Linked DNA regions of Pan troglodytes: region 1 is linked to region 2. The links are chromatin contacts, called in public Hi-C maps. All regions are on one chromosome and are shown on one strand. Each heading gives the region's core, a stretch centred on a gene start, on an enhancer-like site or on the middle of the called end of the contact. The rest is flanking DNA. Distances are from core to core; before and after follow the strand shown.

Region 1 (2,700 bases), core at 182-2,681, 190 kb before region 2:
ACCCTGTATGCTGCGTCAAAGGAAACGACAAATAGGAAGAAAGCTTACACTGAAAACCACGTGTCTCCCGTTAGAGGTACATTACCACCTCGTTTTCCGAAAGTTCACTTTCGATGTCACCTTAACAATGCAAATATTTATTTCTAAATACTCAATTTGACATCCATGTATTTACTTCCCTCACTTTTTTTGAACAGAGAAGGGATTCCTTCCTCTAGGACCAACTAGTAAAAGTAATTTCTCCTTAACTTTAATGTATGGAGCACACTGTAAAAACAAAAACAAAAACAAGAAACTCAGGGCCCTAAAACAACAGTCCAAAGCCCAGAGGTGGGTGGGTTTGGATGTCAACAAAGTGGACCAGAGGAAGCAAAGCACTGCACGCCACGGTCCTGCAGATGGGGGATCGGTGAGTCTGATTTCAGGACGTTTCGAAACAATCCACTTCCACTCCGCCGCCCTGGGCGGGGCGGGGGGGCGGTGATGGGGGGGGTTCTGCCGTCGCGCCGGGTCTCCGCCCGCAGTCGGAAGAGTTGGGAGCAGGCCTCGGGCGGTAGCTCCTCAAACTCGGACCGCATCCCACCTCCACCCTGGCCTCAGTCCCGGCGCTGAGCACCACTCCCCAGACGCAAAACTGCAACTGCCCGGCATCGCGCATCTCTCAAAGGCTCCCCGCCAGCCCACCTCTTCCTCCAGGGCCACCCCAAGTTTCACCCGACGCTCCAGGTCAGGGGTCCCCGACCTCCCGCCATTTCTCCACGTAGCCGCAGCTCAGGACAGGAGGAGAGAGCCTCAAGGTGACACCTCATTTTGGCCAGTGGATCCGGGTTCTGGGTCCGAGTTCCCGGGCACCAGGAGCCAGGCAGCCCGAGCTCCCGGGCCCGGCTTCCCGTGAGAGGCCCGTCGCCTCACCTGGCAGCGGCACACGATGTCGGCGTCCTGCGCCAGCAGGTCCACCACCTTCCCTTTGCCTTCGTCGCCCCACTGCGCACCGAGCACCACCGTCACCCGGTTTCCTCCGGGCCGCGCCCTGGAGCGGCCGCAATCGCCGTTGGGCAGGGAGGATGCCGCCGGGTAGGTCTCGGCGAACGCCATGGCTCCAGTGACGCGAGGAAAGCCCGAAGGAGAGGCGGCCGGCGAGGAGTGAGCGAACTGAACTGCTCTGCGGCCGCCAGCCACATGCAGAGGAAGAAGGAGCCAGAGGCCGGCCCCGCCCCCGCCCCGCCGGGCCGCCACCCTCCAGCCAGTCCCCGCCCCGCTCTCCGCCACAGCCCGCTCAAGGGGGTACCATGACTGCCCCGCGCAGGCCGGCCTCGGCAGCACCGCCCGCAGGAAGAGGCCCTGGTGGCGGCAACGGCCGCCACCCCGGACCGAGGCCACGCCCCTTCCGCGGCCTGGCGCGCCACTCCTGTGCGAACCTCGCGAGCGGAAAAGGTCAGGGGCGGGGCTTCGAGAGCGCTTCCCCTTCAGCACCCCGCCTACCCGCTCTACCTCTCGCTTTCAAACTGGAGAGGCGCGGAAGCGCGTGTGGAGCGTCGGACTACAAATCCCAGCATGCAACGCTCTGGGCTGCGGCGGTGTATTCTGGGGCCACTGTGTCTGCCGTCTGCAGGTTTGTCTGGATTTGTCTTTATTAAGGAATGAATGTGTACAAAATACAAACTGTGGAATTTCGCAGTACAAACAGCATAAAATCGGAACGTGTAAGTGTAGAATTGGAAATTAAAAGTCTGGAAGTAACAGAGATGGGGACAGGGATCAAAAAAGACAAAATTCAAAAGTAAGGCAATAAGATAAAGGACATGAGACCTGAAATCAATAGATCAAGTAAAGTCCTAATCCTCATTTTACATAGTAGTAACAAACGCTCAGAGAGGAGGAGTGGATTACCTATGTCGCATATAGTACATATATGCAGATACCGTCATGCACTTCTTTTTTTTTTAATCCCCACAACCATATAAGGTAGGTGATCCTCTATTATCCTTATTTTACAGGATTTAAAAGCTGGGTAACTTGCCCTAGTGAGGCTTGAATTGGTACTTCGATAGTCTAAGTCCAGAGCCCATGTCCTTCCTGTAGATTCCACTGTCTCTCAGTTACATTTGTAACTAGATTCTGGTGTATACCTACTGTTCATCTAATGCCCTTTCGACACCAACACAAATTAACTATGATGTTTAATTCTGATAAAAGGTGCTTCGAAAAAAAGTGGGAATGGAATCACATTATATGTACCGTCTCCCAAATCGCCTGTACATACTGTATGTTCACTAATGGTCCCTAGAGCACACTTTAGTATTTTATTTCTAGTCAATGAGTTAAGTCAGGAACATTGAGAACCTGCTATTAACTAAGTGTCCTGGGCACTGATAACATAGGAGAAATAAAGATACAATTCAGCCCTCAAGGATTCAAATTATTTGGTCTATTGATTAGTAAACAATTATAATACTATGTGATAATTGTTGTCTATCTTGGCCTTATTACAAGATCACAAACATTTTGGAAACAAGAATGCCATCTATTTCTTTCTAGTCAAATCCCCGAGGTAGTGTTGGGCAGATAGTAGATACTGAATAAGCACACCTTACTAGTCATTTCCATTCAATTTTTTAAAATCATTTATGGGAGACTGATTTGAGTAATAATAAAACTCTGGTTTCCTGCACAGCCAGCTCTACATGAATTACTCTTTCT
Region 2 (2,700 bases), core at 186-2,685:
GGGAGAGCTTCACATGTTCGCAGTTGGTTGGTTGTCAGCTGGATGTGGGCCGTGACTTGACCACGTGTCCCTCATCATCCATCAGGCTAGCCCACACTCATTCCTAAGATGGTGGTCACAGGACTCCCAAGTTCAGCAAGAGGGCAAGCCCCAACTCACAAGTGTTTTTTAAGCCTCTGCTTGCATGATGTTAATGTCCCACGTCCACAGCAAGTCACAGTCCAGTGCAGTCAGTGGGGGTAGACACCACCAAAGAGTATAATTTGGGAGACTGGAAATAATTTGTGGCTATTTTCACAATCTGCCACACTCATCTCCCTATTTCCACCTCCTTTGCCTCTGTGAAATCCATTTTCCACACAGCAACCCAAGTAATCATTTTTAAACACACGCACACTCATTTCACTCCCTGGTCCAAACTTATGGCTTCGTTTAAAATACAACCCCTGTTATGAATTTTAAAATCCTTCCGGGATCTGGCCTCTGCCTACCTGCCCAGCTCATCTAGTACCGTCGACTCCTTGCCTATTGTGTCCCAGCAAGAGTGATCTTTTGTTTCCTTGAATACAGAAAACTCCTTCATGCCTCAGATCTTTGCATTTGTTCCCTTTGACTGAAATACTCCTCCCCCTCATATTTGCGGAGCTGGCTTTGTCATTCACATTTCAGCTTAGAACTCATTACAGCGATCTTCCCCGTGCAGCCAATTTAAGAATGACTTCACCTGACTTAAATTTTCTGCAAAGCACATACCAGTGATATTTTGTTTGTCCCTGTTCCTGTTTATCACGGCATTCCCGAGGGCCTACAACACTGCCTGGCACATAGGAAGCACATAACAAACATTTGTTGAATTAATGCAGAGCTGCATACTACGTCCCAGGATTGTGCTAAGCTACGGTTACTGTACCCTTCCCATCTCAGCAGGATAGTTTCACAAAATGTAAATTCCACATTGAGGATTAATTGGATGCACGTTACACCTCATCCCACACCAGTAACTCGTCTTCCTCTATTTCCCCACCACTCCGCTTGCCAAATAAAAAGTGAGGAGGCATTTGGAAAACTTAGGGTCATCACTCTGGTCTTTTGCCACATTTCGCTGGCTTCATCGAGCTCAACGCAACATGAACTACTAAAAGCAGCAGCACCTGCGATGAGAGGGTGAATGAAGGTAGGAGATTTCACCGCCCGCGGGCGGCAAGGGATCTGCCGCAGCTCTAAAGCACTGCATGCTGGGAGTTGTAGTCTCCCGGGGAGGCCTGGTCTGGTAGGACCGGGGCCCCCGCGGCATGCAGGGAGTTGTAGTCGAAGGGCTGTTGAGACTCCGCCTCTGCACTTATAGTAGCAAGGGGGATCCTCACTGCATGCTGGGAACTGTAGTCTTCCTGGGTCCCCGTTCCTCCAGGACGCGGAGGCGCCGGAGTTGCCGCCATTTTAGGTCCCGAGGTGCGCCGGCCGAGAACCAGAGCGCAGGCGGGCTCAGTCCTGGCGCCGGGCCGGCCCCGCCCCCGGGGCGCCTGGCGCCCGCCCCTTGCTCAAGCCCCGCCTTTCCCCACGTGTCTGCCGCCTAGGGGAGGTGCCTCAGCCGGAGCGGGCCGCCAACGGTCCGGCCCCGTCCGCACAGAGGCTCCTGTCGGCGGCGCCCGGGAGCGGCTCGGCTGCCCGATGCTTCCGCCCCGGCTGCCGCGGGCCGGGCTGGACGCTTAGTGCCCGGCTCAGGCCCCCTGAAGCGCCCGCGGGGGTGAGCGCGGCCTCCGGCCCCGCGGAGACGGAGCGGCTTGAGGACGAGGCGGCGGCCGCGGGGAGGAGGATGGGGGCTAACCAGTTAGTGGTGCTCAACGTGTACGACATGGTGAGTGCGGCCCCTGGCGGCCCCGAGCCCTGGCCCAGGCCGGCTTCCTCTCGCCCGTGGGGCTCGGACCCCGGCCCCAGGCGCTTCCTGCCTGGCGTCTCCGCCTCCAGCCTAGTTCTCGGGGGAAGCCGGGGGTAAAGGAGGGAGTATTGTTATTTTTTAATCCTCGCACTCGTCGACGCTCCGGGGAACCCAGTCAGCCCGAGGGTTTTGGCCAAAGCTCGGGTGGGCTTGAACCTCTCCCATCCGCTCAGCTTGGCCCCGACCCCGGCTCTGGGCCCGACCCCTTGGCCGACGTGCAGTGTCCTTTCGGCAAAGCTTCCGTTGCGTTTCCAACCCCACTTGCCGGCCCCCGGGGCTGCCCCAGGACCCCCGTCCCGACCGCCTGCGCTCCCAGCTCCTCTGCTTCTGCCGAACTGGACATCTCTCTCCATGGCTACGTCTTCAAAGACTCCCAAGCCCCTCTAAGTCCAGAAAGTCACAGCTTTCGGGTGCCCGTGCTAGAATCTCCTCAAAGGTGAACAGGAGCCAACACACCCTTTCCTTGTGTGTTAAAGGCAACCTCGTTAAAATATGAATGAGGCTAACATTTCTCAAGAAAATAGCCCAGCTGAATTATTTAGAGATCCCGGTGGTGCTCGTTTCCTACACTCTGAAGACCACTTTCCAGGTGATGCAACAGGTGACGTGACCACGGGAGAGGGAAGGGAAGAAGTTTATTGTATCATCTAACTTTGGAGTATGGCAAGCACGCAGAATCGAGTCCAAGAACTGGTTTGCCTGATTTTTGCAGGGAAATGCCCCCAGAAAAAAGCACCCGGTGGAGAATTGTCGTTGCAGTTAGA

What was found. A called contact is a pair of places that touch in the nucleus more often than the background predicts.
Region 1: a Hi-C map of stem cell-derived neural progenitor cells shows a contact between it and region 2, with 3 times the contacts expected there. The contact joins the promoter of ADSS2 here to the promoter of DESI2 in region 2. A contact is called at or near these places in 1 of 7 Hi-C or Micro-C datasets (stem cell-derived neural progenitor cells) and 1 of 1 datasets of contacts at active chromatin or transcription factors (stem cell-derived excitatory neurons).

What each region holds. Positions count from the first base shown.
Region 1 is chr1:4,701,667-4,704,366 of NHGRI_mPanTro3-v2.0_pri, reverse strand. ADSS2 (adenylosuccinate synthase 2) reads right to left here and starts at 1,431. Exons shown (of 13, transcript XM_054674895.1): 1 at 1,289-1,431. The coding sequence starts at 1,291. CATSPERE (catsper channel auxiliary subunit epsilon) reads left to right here and starts at 1,424. Exons shown (of 22, transcript XM_054674860.2): 1 at 1,424-1,612. The coding sequence starts at 1,555.
Region 2 is chr1:4,506,986-4,509,685 of NHGRI_mPanTro3-v2.0_pri, reverse strand. DESI2 (desumoylating isopeptidase 2) reads left to right here and starts at 1,435. Exons shown (of 5, transcript XM_016941936.3): 1 at 1,435-1,855. The coding sequence starts at 1,814.